Linked DNA regions of Zea mays: region 1 is linked to region 2. The links are chromatin contacts, called in public Hi-C maps. All regions are on one chromosome and are shown on one strand. Each heading gives the region's core, a stretch centred on a gene start, on an enhancer-like site or on the middle of the called end of the contact. The rest is flanking DNA. Distances are from core to core; before and after follow the strand shown. Region 1 holds the start of LOC100191409. Region 2 overlaps LOC103625842 (probable xyloglucan glycosyltransferase 9).

What was found. A called contact is a pair of places that touch in the nucleus more often than the background predicts.
Region 1: a contact with region 2 is called in a Hi-C map of tassel, with 2.5 times the contacts expected there. The contact joins the promoter of LOC100191409 here to the enhancer-like site in region 2. A contact is called at or near these places in 2 of 25 Hi-C or Micro-C datasets (endosperm and tassel).

What each region holds. Positions count from the first base shown.
Region 1 is chr5:6,260,347-6,267,453 of Zm-B73-REFERENCE-NAM-5.0, reverse strand. It overlaps LOC100191409, which reads left to right and starts at 2,669. Exons shown (of 4, transcript NM_001136843.1): 1 at 2,669-2,946; 2 at 3,035-3,104; 3 at 3,310-4,635; 4 at 4,744-5,575. The coding sequence starts at 2,837. The coding sequence ends at 5,286. LOC100278213 reads right to left here and starts at 6,615. Exons shown (of 1, transcript NM_001371747.1): 1 at 5,483-6,615. The coding sequence starts at 6,529. The coding sequence ends at 5,615.
Region 2 is chr5:5,942,687-5,949,952 of Zm-B73-REFERENCE-NAM-5.0, reverse strand. It overlaps LOC103625842 (probable xyloglucan glycosyltransferase 9), which reads right to left. Exons shown (of 4, transcript XM_023300102.2): 4 at 6,381-7,266. The coding sequence ends at 7,156. Among protein-coding and RNA genes, the nearest start is that of LOC103625842, 6.8 kb to the right of the region's middle. Within about 2 kb of position 3,187, at least 15 of the 20 cell types and tissues checked have an H3K27ac peak or open chromatin away from gene starts, as enhancers often do. A contact at or near this core is called in tassel, where this site is marked.

The DNA of each region.
Region 1 (7,107 bases), core at 1,420-3,919, 320 kb before region 2:
TCTTGGTTGATTTGTCGACACCAAGACACACCGTAGGATCTCTCTTTCTCGACGGGGTCCCTCCCGGGAGGTGAGATCTAGCTCTGCTACGAATAAGACGACCCTCTACGCCATCGCGGATCATTCGGATGTACGCAGAGGAGGAGTTGCTCCTGCGCACAGGTCGCAGACCGTCCGGCCCTGTGTCGCGGACCATCTGCACCTCTGGATAGAACACCGTCAGGTGGTTCGTTCTAGTGTTTGGCGCCCAGATCGGTGCCAACACCAACTTTAGAAAAACTTACAGTAAGAAAAATAGTATAACATTAGTCTCTATGACATATCAGTCTTTAGGTTTGCAAGATCTTATAGGTCCAAACTTAGAATTATCGTCAGATATATCTCGCCCATGAACCTCGTTAATCTCTCATACATGTTCATGCCAACAGTCCATATATATTTTCTAAATGTAGTTGTTGGTAAGGACATAGTTAACAAATAAGTTAGATTCTAATAAGATTTGTCCTACACGGTACTCACCTCACCATGCCTTTGGAGTTCATAAGGATAGAAAACTTTAAGAGTTATATGCTTCACCATATTGCTTTTGATATAACATGTTTGCATTTATACAAGATATGGTGCATTGTCCTAGTAGATAATAGTGAGATTTTTGTTGATTTTGAAACCACATGACTTGTAGACGTGACTCGTCATACGCCACAATGTGAATGAGCTTGGTAATTGAGACAACTAGTGAAATAACATATACTCTTGTAATGTGAATGAGCTTGATAAGATCCACATTTAAGTTTGGGCAATAATGGCAGCCAATGTAAAGGAGGGTTAAATACATAAAGGATGATCAAATGCTCAACATGGAAAGAGGAATGAGAAAACAAAATGCAGCGGAAGCAACCTACCACGAACCACAACAGGGCGTGGAGGTGGGTAGTCTTGTAATCCTTGGTGATCAGTAACGAGGGGTGTGGCCCATAGGGACATGATTACCAGCAATAGGGCACATGTTTAGAGTTTGCGGCGGTGGTGCCCTTGGGCATGCGGTGGGATGACATATTGTAACTAGTGCATTGGCAAGCAACGACAGTAACGTCTTGCAGCAACAATGTTGGGTAACGTCTTGCAGCAACAATGTTGGGTAATAGGCTGACATTTTGCATCTCAAAAGTAAAGAGCAACAATACGAAGTTCTATAATAAATCTAAACATCATAAGAATCACACGAGAAAACAACAAACATAATTTTCTTACTATAAGGTCATTATAGTGCAAGCCATTCATTGTACTAGATTATGTAAAATCGTCACAATCAATCTATATCATAGTCAATTGTTGTTGATGATTCAAAAACAATAAAGCATGTTGTGTAGAATAGTTCAACAAGACCTAGATCCTAACAATGTGACTATATATGGCAACGAACAAAATGCCTCTAGATACCGACGAGGGTGTATGGAAGCGGAGATGGGTGGGGGATGGAGCGGGCATGTCGTATTTGTGGGTGCACGTATAACATTTCCCTCTCGCGCTAGTTGATAGCAGTGAGGTTAGATGTACCCACGTCAGTGCCCACGAGCAGATCCACACACATGTATCCTTATCCATCGGGTCTATTGTTTATGGCCATAGAGGTATTTTGTACCCATTGTCGTCTTTAGGCGTGATGGAGAGTTGATGTCACTATGTTAGTTAGATCTGAGTTTGTGGTAGAGCATGCTAATAATATGTTAAAAACTAATACACGTCGGATCCCTGATATGATATTCTAACCTTCACGAAAAAAGTAGTGACGTGAGGAGATATGGAGAGCCGGTTTCACTTATTAGATAATACTATAAAAACACGTAAAAGATGAAGGCGTAAATAGATCTATAATAATATCTTTTTTGTTACGTGGGAGTATATATTTATTTATATATAGTTCTACCTTTGATGGAGTATGTACCTTTTAAGTTTTCCAACACTGTGTACCTGCCATGCCACGGGCCACGGCCAGGCGCACAGGCCCATCACCAGGAGCCGCAGGGCACGCGGCACGCCCACGCACTAGCCTGACACGCATGCCACCAGCGTCCACAGGCACGAGTGCCTGCTGGTAGCGGCACAGAAGCCCCTCGTTTTTTTCAGGCGGGAGACGGAGATCTGGGGCTCACCTTCCAGAGCTGTTGCCTTTGTGATCCCCTCCTGTAGACATGTCCTCTCTCATCTCATGCGCGGCGGCGGTGGGCACCATGGACATGAAAGGCAGCGACAGCCACCTCCGGCATTCATGACCGCATCACGCCTCCTCATTTATTATTTCGACCTGCAGGCACACAGGCAAGACTGGTGGCGACTGGCGAGGCCGCGAGATCAGCTGTTTTGAATCGATGGTTTGCATGAGATGTTTGGAACATTTTCACGGATTTGGCCAGGTCAGGGCACACCAAACGCGTGAATTGGTCCCGCAGCAAGCCAGGATCATTAGAGATGATCTTACAGGGAGGAACTGTACTAAACCAGTGGTTAGTTAAACAAGGGAGAAAGCGAGTACGGACGGAGGGGTGGATAAACAAAGGGCTGATGGTGATGGAGGATAGGTGCTTTTGAGGCAAGCCCAACAGCGTTCAAAAAAAACCAAAAACGCCATCTTGTCTTCGTCTTCCCCCACTTGGAAGTTGGAGGAATCCTTTACTCCTCCCCACCTAAAACAAAACACCGGGATAGGTCGGACACCATTATTGCGAGTGCAGCGAGCTTCCCCTTCCCTGACTCCCACGGGCCACGGTCCTGCTGCTCGCCTGCTCCTCCCAAGAAATGCCTGTCTGGTGCGGTTCCTGAGGGAGAGGATCGTTCCATGATGCAGGGGAGGAGGAAGAACACACGGGAGATGGCTCGGGAGCATCCGCAACCGCCGCCGGTGGCAGCGGCGGCGGCGTCGGCGGCCAGCTCCAAAGGCCAAGCATGGTAAGCAAAGCAATTGCTCCCGTGTCCTTTTGCCTGTGTGGCGATTTGTTGCTGCGTGATCTCTCATCTGCAAGTCTGTGCTCGTCAGGTTCTGCACCACAGGATTGCCCAGCGATGTAGTGATCGAGGTGGGAGACATGACCTTTCATCTCCACAAGGTTGGTGAATCTTGCCTCCAGTTCTTCAATTCTTTTTTTTTTGAACAACTCAATCTCTACCCCATCTCCATATGCTGTCAATGTCTCTGCCGTGAGTTCGTTGGTGTGGCCCCATTTCCTAGTCTCGAGCTGTCAAAAGCGGGGAAATTTCGGCACTCTTTGATTTGATCCCAAAAGTTTGCTGAATCCGGTGCCTTTCGTGCAGTTCCCGTTAATGTCGAGGAGCAAGAAGCTTCACGACCTCATTACGAACAAGGAGTCGCGCGAGGCCAGCCGGAGAGGCAGAGGAGCAGAGCAAGAAGAGGATGTGGGGGAGATCAGAGAGGAGGAAGCGGACCTTGTGCTGGAGGAGGACGAGGAGGCGGGCGTGCACCGCATCCACCTCCTGGAGTTCCCCGGCGGCGCGGAGGCGTTCGAGCTGGCCGCCAAGTTCTGCTACGGCGTGAAGCTCGACCTCACGCCGGCCACGGCCGCGCCGCTGCGCTGCGCCGCCGAGCGCCTCGGCATGTCTGACGACCACTCGGACGACAACCTCGTCTCCCGCGCCGACCGGTTCATATCGCAGACCGTGCTGAGGAACCCCAGGGATGCCATCCGCGCCCTCAAGTCCTGCGAGGGCCTGCTCCCCCTCGCCGACGACCTCGGCCTCGTGTCGCGCTGCGTGGACGCAGTCGCCGCCAAGGCCGCCGCGTCAACGCCCACGGCACTCTTCGGCTGGCCCATCGCCGACGACGACAGGGCCGGCGAACGCCAGCGCCGCAAGAACGCCGCCGCCGCCGCCGGGGCCACCTGGTCCGACGACCTCGCTGGCCTGTCCTTGGCCACGTTCACCCGTGTCATTGCCGCCATGAAGGAGCGCGGCGTCGGCCCTGAGGTCATTGAGGGGGCTCTCATTGCGTACGCTAAGCGGTCCATCCCCGGGCTGTCGCGCACCGGCAGGCATGTCGGCGGCGGCGGGGGCACTGCCGCTGCGCCGCCTTCGTCCGATGTGGAGGAGCAGAAGGCGCTTCTCGAGACCGTCATTGCCAACCTCCCAGAGGAAACCATCAAGAGCACCGCCCACACCGGCACGGCCGTGGGCGCCACCACGGCGCGCGTCCTCTTCGGTCTCCTGCGCACGGCGAGCATCCTCCACGCGTCGGAGGCGTCACGGGACATGCTTGAGCGGCGCATCGCCGCGCGGCTGCCCGACGCGGCCGTCGATGACCTGCTCATCCCGAGCTACTCGTACCTCGTGGAGACGCTCTACGACGTGGACGGCGTCGAGCGCATCGTGCGGTATTTCCTCGAAGGTCGTGACGTCGCTGACGAGGGCAACGAAGAGGAGGGCAGCGAGGCGGAGACGCCAGGCAGAGAGGCTAGCCGACGAGCCATGCTGTCCGTGGGGAGATTGGTGGATGCCTACTTGGGGGAGATCGCGACAGATGCCAACCTGAAGCCGGACAAATTCTGCGACCTCGCCTGGGCGTTGCCGGACGGCGCCCGCGTGTACGATGATGGCCTTTACCGAGCTGTCGACATCTACCTCAAGGCGAGGGAGCAGCGCGTTCTTGTTATCTTCTGGCTCGCTAGCTTGTGAAACAATGCCGGTGCTGACGAGTGATGAATGCTTGTTTTGTTTTGGCTCGTCTCTCTGCAGGCTCATCCGGGTCTGAGTGAAGAAGAGAAGGAGAAGGTGAGCGGCGTGGTGGACGGGCGGAAGCTCACGCTGGAGGCCTGCACGCACGCGGCGCAGAACGAACGGCTGCCGCTGCGGACGGTCGTGCAGGTGCTCTTCTTCGAGCAGCTCCAGCTGCGCCGGGCCATCGCTCAGACGATCATGGCGAACGAAGGCGGCGCAGCCGGGTCAGGGGAGGAAGGCGGTGAGAGCGACGGCGGCGGTACATGGCGCGTGGCGGCACGGGGCAACCAGATGCTGCGGCTCGACATGGACAGCATGCGGAACCGCGTGCAGGAGCTCGAGCGCGAGTGCACGAGCATGAGGAAAGCCATCGACAAGATGGACCGGCGAGGCGGGGCACCGGTGGATAGGGGAGCGCCGTCTGTGCCGCCGGCGGATGGGAGGTGGGGCGCGATAGTGACGAAGCGGTTCGGGTGCAAGTTCCCGGCGCAGGTCTGCCAGTCGCAGCAGCGGACGGTGGTGGCACGGACTCGCCGGCCACGCATTGAGCAGAGCCCCTGAGTTCTTAGCCATTGCACATCCTAGCTTCGAGTTCATTGTTCTGTTCTCTTGATTCTTTCCTTGGATTTGTGAAAAATTCCCTGAGTTTCCCCTGCGGCCTGCGCAGTTATTGTGTCCTTTTCCATGTTCGATCATTCAATTGCATATTTGCAGTTTGCAGTTGCAGCGCACAAATCGTACTTGGAAGTCGGTGATGTTGCTGGCCAATGCTTCTACAAGTTGGCTCAACCAATTCTTTGATCCTTCTCTCGCCACTAACAAGTGTTACGAATTTACAAACATTTTATGGAGAATGTAACCTTTGTGCGTGCTAGCTGTGAAGGCTTCCTCACCAGTAGTCTCCGCAGGAGCAGGCGCCGTCCTTGAAATGGTGGAAGCGCTTGTTGTCCCTGACGACGATCTCGCGGCCGGTGACCTTGGCAATGAGCTTGACGGCGTTGTGGCAGTCGCCGCAGATGCGGAGGTTCTTCATGACGCGGAGCGGCGTCCCGGGCGGCGTGCTCACCAGCCCGAAGGCGATGGCCAGGCGCTCGCTGTGGTACATGAGCGCGCGGGCCTTGGCGTCCTCGTCGATGTCGTGGAGCACGTAGCGCGTGTCCGGCACGTACCCTGCCGCGCGGATCTGCGCGTGGAGCTCCCGCACCTTAGTGTACGCCTCTCGCCGCTTGGCCTGGACCGCCGCGTCGTCCTCCCTCGCCGGACGCCGCCTTGTACGCTCCTCGAGGACCCGCCGCGCGTCGCCGCGGGCGCCGAGCTTGAGGTACAGCGTGGCGATCCTGTGCAGGACGGGCGCGGGAATCGCGGACCCCGACGTGGAAGTGAGCAGGCGGTGGGCGCGCCTGAGCGAGGGCAGCGACCGCGTGTCGGCGCAGGCCTGGAGGAGTGCGGCCTGTTCCTCCGGCTCGAGTTGTTCGGCGCTGCCTCGTTGGAGCATTTCGTCGAGCAAGCTAACGGCGGCCTCAGGGTTGTGTTCTCGGTACAGCCTTCCGAGCTCATCGCTGTCCAATCGGCAATCGATGGGCTCCGGTGAGCTGGTAGTCGTGACAGAGGCGGAGGGTGCGGGGTATGTGAAGCGGAGCGCCGGGCGGGTACGGTCGCCGTGGTGAAGGGATGCCGCGTCGACCGGTGCGTCGAAACCGCTTCGCCTCCGACCGCGGATACCTGGACGTGTGGGCGTGGTGGTGGGGAGAGAGGGGGAGGTCCGGGAGGCGGCCGGTGCTGCAAGTCTTGGAGAAATCAGCATGTTTGCCGGTGGCGTGAGGTCCAGCGGTCCAGGTGGAGACGAGGAGCAGGCAGATATTGAAGATTTTCTCTTTTTTTCCTGAAGATTTTTTTAATGAGGACGCGAGTACGGTAGTACGCGACAGAAATACGGGATACCCGAGCCCAAGCTGGATAAGACTGTCTCCAGCAACGTTCTCTATATACTCTATATCCGTCCTTTACAGTCTTCTCTAAAAGATTTCATCTCCTATATCTACTTTCTCTCCAACAACGTCCTCTAAATCACGTCCTCTATATATAAATACCAATATTAAAGACATTTTTAATTTTTTAATTTTTATACATACGTATTTGTCATACTCTCAAATGTATTATACATATTTTAGTTTTATTAAACCGGTTGTTTAAAGTATTCAAATAGATAGAGAACTGTTTAGAGAAACTCTACATATAGAGAATCCAGCAGCATTCTCTAAATTTAGAGGACCGTTTAGAAGACGTTGCTGACCGTCCTCTAAATTTAGGGTACAGGACCCTTTAGAGGGTCTTGTTGGAGCCTGCCTAAGCCGCAGTTGGGTAATTGGATTGGGCCCGGCC
Region 2 (7,266 bases), core at 1,938-4,437:
GCAAGCATTTCAGGCTTGGCCGAACCTCGGGATAAATCCCTGTGTCTGTGTGCTCTGCTCTGTGCTGTGTGCTGTTTCTCTGTCTTATTTGTTGTTTATACTTGCACTTCAATATTTATATGTGCTATAAGCTGTCTTCGAAGTGCAGGGTATTTTAAGACAGGGACTTCAATTCCGCTGCAACCTACTCGAAGGGTCCTTCATTCCACTGCGATCCAGCCTTCGAGTAGAGTAAGAATTTCCAGTTATAAAGTGATAATTTTTATTTGCCTATTCACCCCCCCCCTCTAGGCGACATCCAGATCCTGTTCCCGGGCAAAGGGAACTTTCAAATGACATTATAGAGGGTAGCCTTCGTGGCCCGCTTGGATGCACTCTTCTTAAAAATTCCTTTTGTGTCGATATCTCTTTCGACATTTTATATCAGTCGGATACTTTCATAGTATTTAAGAGATGATTCATACGCTTCTATATTACTTTTGTGCTTCATAATAATCGAGTAAATGCAATATTCCATACAAAGTGGAAACAAACATCGATTGTATTTCAAATAAATACTAAGTAAAGATTCATATATAATGATGAGAAAATGTGACCTTCTCTTCAAAAGTTGGAAATTATTTGCCAAAACGGGTCTACTCTTCGTGGCTTTCTAATTCATACAATATTTACAACCACAATTCTAAAATGATGCAAGAGATGTTGATCATTTATAAAAGATCATTCAAAATAAATATTGATTCTAATTTCAATACTATTGTTTGGGGTATTTTCTTCTCCAATCCACTTCATGTGGTTTTTATACGATTAGGGGCAAGGGGGTATTTCTTCATGATAGAGTATTCATAGTGTCAATGACTTACTACTTGCATGTTCGATCATAAACTTACTTTGGTATAAACCAAGTTAGTGTGCTTTCATTTGGCGATTCATAAGACTAAATTTGGATATGCATGAGGTAAGAGGTTGTGCATAGTAAAACAACAAGATGACCTTCTATGGTTCGTATAAATGGTTACTGTTGTTTATATGATAGTATTACACTTCTTGTTAAATATTTTCAACTAGGTAAAGGGAGTTATCAACCATACGTCCACGCATGTGACTTGTGCATATTAATTGATCGACGTAAAAGTCGGCGATTTCAAATCAGCAACAATTATATGTCACACCTCGATCGACTTCTTGTCGGCGACTACCAGTCAGCAACGATGGTGCATTCATATGTCATGTGGAGAAAATACTGAAAATTGCTCGTATTTTCGTAGTTTGAAATATATACAAAGCAGTTGCCATCCTATAAGTGGTATATGATATGCTTCTCATGAAATTCAATAGCAATGAAAAATAGTAGCACTAGCAATTTCATAAATGTATTGTATAAAAGTAATAATACCATAAAATTACCTTCAACTCCATGATCTGTTTATGCCATTATCAACGCTTACACATGTATATTTGCAATTTTCATTTTTTTTCAAAAACACTTCTTGTTATTTCGGATATCCTGGATGTAATTATCCATACATTCTAGAAAATGCTCCATATACTTTCGAGAAAATAAAAACTGAGTCCATTACTTCATGTAGAAATTCCGCAATATGTAATGTGCCTTTTACTAATATGCATGAATATTCCACGTGCTTCACGTCATATGCATAAAATGCAACATGGAATGCTTCATGTGGTATACTTTTGGATTCCTCTATAATATGCTTTCATATTTACTTGTTGTAAATTTCAAAGCATTCTAGACCTTCTTTTATACTTTTATATATAAATATAAATACATTACTGTATAAGTAAATATACATCTATAGAACAAGGAAAATTACTTCTTGTAAGTTCCAATTGCACTATAGAGATAAATATAACAAATGTACAGAAGTAATAGAAATTCATAATTCAAATGCTTGAGGAAAAGAATTACAATTGCACGCTAAATAAATAGTATGATATATAAATGCATAAATAAGGAATAATTCTGATCCCAATTATTGCATGAAAATATTTCTCATTATTTTCAGCATATTCATGATTATTCTTGATTTTTTTCTCTATGATTCAATATATATAATAAAAGAATAAAAAGGACAATTCATGAATAGGCCTGCGAATTCTGGCCCAAGAAGGCCCATTCTGTGATGTTTTTAGGGTTATCTAACCCTCTTCCTTTTTTACTTTTCTTTCTCTTTCCTCTAATCTTATTCCCGCGAAAGGGACAGGGGGCGGCGGCGGCGGCGGCCGTGCCTGCCTTCCTCCAGGGTGGTGGCGGCAGCAGCTTGGGTCCCGTGCACCCGCGTGCCTGCACGGTGAGGAAGCGGCGGCTATGCGCTCGCTCGCGCGCACGCCTAGGTGGCGTGGCGGCGAGACTCGTGCTGCCAGGCTGTGAGGCGGCGCGCCCGCACACCTGCTTGCGGGGCGGCGTGGTGGCAGCGCTTGCGAGATGTGATGGCGACATGACCTGCTGACGGTGGTAGCCCTGCTCGGCCTGCCCGTCCGAACCACTATCTCCTTCTCTTTCTTCTGCATTCTTATGGCTCTTAACGACGACCTGTGGTTTCTTCGACTTGCGGCGGCGCGGCCTGAAGTGGCGGCGGGGCTGTGCCCACGTGCTCGCGCCTGCTTGCTCGGGTGCGGCGGCGTCGGTGCCCGTGAGCCCGGCCTGCTCGCGGCGTAGCAGCGTCGACGGCGGCCTGCGTGGAAGCCTGTGGCGTGTTCCGACGGCAGTTGTGCCTGCGACTCGTGCCTGTTCATGGTCACGGCAGCAGTGCAGCCTTCTTGCTTGCCTTCATCGTGGACTCGTGGTGCGATGCTGGCTGTACCGCACTCGCACATGCTCGTCGCCGCAGCACCATTGCAGTTTGCTTGCTCGTGTGATTGCGTGAACAGCACGCGGTGGCTGCTGCTTTGCATGCTCAAAGCAAGAACAAACGACAAAAGACCTTGCTAACCAAATAAATGTTAACAAAAAAAAATGCTTGCAACGCACCAGTAGACATGATCCGCTTATCCCTGCATGCGGCTGTGTGACTTAGATTCCTTAGCTTTGTGAACTTCCTGGATTACAAGAGCAGTCGTGCTGATAACGTTTCTTAACAGGGATGACCGATGGCACTGTTCCCGAGCGTGCCCTGCCCCCTCACTCCATGTCGTCTTGCAACATCTGGACAGAGGACTAGAGGAGGGCGGGCGGCGCCATGTCCCTCCGTTCTGTCTTCACGTCCTTTCTACTGTCACTGTGACATAGCGCAAGTTGGGCTGTCGGAAAATCAGCACGCGCGGCCGGCATCGCACCGCCAGAAAGCCGGGAACACTCCGCCGCCTCATCTCTACTTCCGGCCGGTCATATCACAGTAGTGCGCGCGCGGCGCGCCAGAGCCGCCCCCGCGAGTGGGCGGGGGCATTGCGGCAGGTATCCCGTTTTTCCGTGTCTTTCGTCCACGGCTCCATCTGTTAGAGACTCCGACGGTTACAAAAAAAAAAAAAAAAAAAAAAAAAAACGCCGGCGCAGGCCGTTACAATTTCCAAAATCGACTCAGTGTACATTTTTTATAAATTTTTTAAAACTATTTTAAAGAATTTGCCATCTCTTCCTCCACTAAAATATGATCTCGATCAACTCTTCATCTTCTTGAACTAAAAATATGATCTCATCGCACATGTTATATCCCATTTTGTTCCACATAGATTTCACATTGATGCATTCGAAATTGTATTTGTCGACATTCTAACCGTTTTTGTTTTTTCGTTTTAGATAAATGTGAAAATGGGACAAAAATAGTATGGGTTGTTTTCGGTTTTCCTATTTTAGTCGGGATATATTGTTTTTATCTGTATATAATATCCCCTTTTAGACAATACAATGAATAAATTATAGACGACTATGTCACACTGTAACAATGTAATACATAATTAGTCATTTTCTTTGTTAGCTAAATGTATATTATAATATATTATCTTTATATATATACACGAGATGTTTGAATTCATTATAATGCTACTTTGTATTTATACTCTATGAGAAGATTTTTCAATTTTTACGCCTGATTCTGATCCATTATCGATTTGTTTCGTTCGTTTTTATTCATTTTCGTCAATTGTCGTTTTCGATGGTCCCATATTTTATAATATTTTCAAAATAAAATGTGAAAATAAAACCAGAAGAGAGGTTATTTTGAACCATCCTGATCGTTTTTATCCATAGCCGCACAAATATGTATCACGTTAATCTAAACATGCAACTGCAAGAACGTGGGAAAGAATAGATTCCTAATGCAAATTGACAAGATTAAAAAAATATAAAAGTAATTAATATGATTTAAAAATAAACACTGTTGTTATAAAATCGTTTTTTTTATCACAAGTGTGTTAACGTCAAAGAATGGCATACCTCCAGCACGCGACAAGACAGGGCTTGTTTGAGAACTCGGTTTTTAAAAATCACAGTTTATAATACTATAATTTATTATATGTTATGATATAACTATGATATATTTTACATTAGTCAAATCTAACACATGTTTGAAGTGTAGGAGAGGAGAAGAATACAGTCCTACCTTGCTTGCCCTGCCTTTTACTGGACGTTGGTTCGGTTGCTACGCGCAGATATGGAGTACTTCATACGGAATGCCTTACCAGACTGGAGTGCCAGAAATTTTATGGCTTAATTGTGCTGTGAAATATTTCTTTAAGGGTTAGTTTGGAAACCTCAATTTTTTAAAGGTTTTTTATTTTACTAAAAAATAGTTTAGTTTACATTGAGAAAATAAGAATCTATTGAAAAAATAGAGTTTTGAAACTAGGTTATTTGCTGAGGATAAGATCCACAGGCCGGGTTTTGTACTAAGGGTTGCCCGCTGCCAACTACACAGCGTTTATATTATAGCTGTGCGCTTTTACTGTCCTGCGTGCCAGCCTAAGCCTGCACGGTGCCCATAGCGTAAATAAGGCTATCCACAACGGTTCCCTCTAAATTTCCCCCTATATCTTACTATGCATCCACATCATCTAGATTTCCCCTTCTAATTTTTCCCTTTCCGTTGTGGTTCCCTCTAAATTCTTCCTCTATATCTTAATATAACCATAAAATATTATTTTCTATATATATTCACTATCTATTCTCACTTTCTTTCCCAACTGACTAACCATGTTGTACACATACAACGTGATTGGTTGGCTTCTCTACTCATGCACTTGAACCCGCGGAGTCTTAAAGCATTGTTTGTTTGGTTTACATATCTCCTCAAACAGGCTCCCTGCATGCAAGTCGTACGCCGTAGCCAGGCTCCGCGCGAACCGAAGGCGGGAGCATCTCCCCGCATGCAACCAACCAATTAAAAGATTTAATCATTGTATCCATTTAATATTCGTATTCCTCAGATTTTTGTGAACAAAACTAAATCACTCATGATAAATATGTAAAGATTTATTTATACACTCTTCACTAATACACATTTCGGTGCAACCAACCAAACTAAATATATGTCTAATCTGCACGAGTCTATACATAGAACCAAACAAAAGTGTTTGCACGAACTTATTTTGGTTCTACTAACACTGGCTAAACTCATACGGACTTGGCTCGACTTCTACTGTAACCAATCACATAGATACTGAATGTGGCGTGTTCCTGTACTCTCTCCTTGACACGTAGTGTGTTGTAGAGGAGGATTTAGGGGAGAGCATTGCAGCCATTCCTTCACGCTAAACAGCAAGAGGCGCAAGAGGCGAGGGGATGGGGAGGGCGCGCGATGACCGCTCCAGACAGCCTAAACGCGCAATCGCCATAATATTATTGGCGGGCAGGAGTACACCAGGAAATAAAACATTCCATACGAAATTCCAGACTCATCGGTACAGCCACCCAAACTCTATACAAGTCCCGAACCGAGTCAGCGAGACCCAGGCCCCCTCTTGCAATGATGCATGACGTCACCATCGCCCGGAGCAAAATTGAGCTACCAGGCAAAAGACAATGGCATGATGGCGCGGCTAGCGGCCGGACCGCGCCGCCATGATGGCGAGCCCACGTCGCACACGGACCTGATCGAGGGCAATCGCCCGTCCCTTGGCTTGTACTGCACGACGAGCTAGGGCGCTTCCGAACGACGAGCAGCAGCGTCAGGCAAAGGTTTTCTGCGGGCGGAGGCGGCCTCAACCACCACCACCACCACAGCACCAAACCGTCATGTGAAACGCGCTCGCCTCACCGAGCTCGTCGTCCTCGACCAGGCGAAAATGCCTCGTCACGGCACCAGCTGTCACGCAGTCGTGGCGACGTGCGGGTGCATGGGCATGACGATAAAGGCAGGTACACGACTCAGCAAGGGTCAAGCTTTTGCCGCTTGTACGAGCCCATGACCCGGATAAAGTTCATGTACAAAATTGTTGCTCGCAACTGAAGACAAACGTTCCATTTTATCCTAGATTCCTAGTCCGGACTTGGGACACACATTTCATTACCAGGAGATAATTTCTATCACACTACAGAGCCGGTAAAACGTTAGTTGCAGAGAGAGAAAAAAAGGTTACATATCCCGACAGAACTAACCAGTTCGATGAGACAAGCTACTCCTGGAACCTTGATGCACAATGATCATCGGCATATGCAGGAGACACAGATCTTCGTCTTCCCCAGTCATGTGACACACCGCGCTCGACAACTGCCAGCTTTCCCCGGCGTCGAGCGGGGAGAGCCGGAGAGACAGGCTACAACAAACACACGTGGACAAACAAGCCCACGATCTGGATCTACTCTCTCAGCTTCACAAGTGGAGCAAGATGCCAGCGTCGTCTGGCACCAGGACGCCTCCTAACCCAGTGGCGCTCCTGTTTTCCTCCACCAATCGCAAAGGCGAACAAAATTCTGTTACAGATGAATGCAGGAGCCCACTACGCAAATTTTACCTGCACGGCTGCACCTGCACCTCCGAGGCGGAGGCGGAGGTTCTCTCTTCATAGTCAGGACGGATCGGATCAGAGAAGGCACACAGCTCCACAACCGCATCTTTCGAACCTCAGCCACGAGCCTGCCGCCGTGCCCATGGCAGCGAGACATCCCTCCCTCCCTCCCTCCCACCCGGCACTCCCATGGCGACTGACCGACCCCACTCACCGTTTCCACACCTACAACCTCCTGCTTGCTTACACGATTCACTCGACCTGCTCCCCTATGAGGTCAAGCCCGACCAACAAGAACGACACGCCCTGGAACAGGAGGAAGTAGAAGTGGATACCCTGCTTCGACAGCAAGCTGCGGGCGGC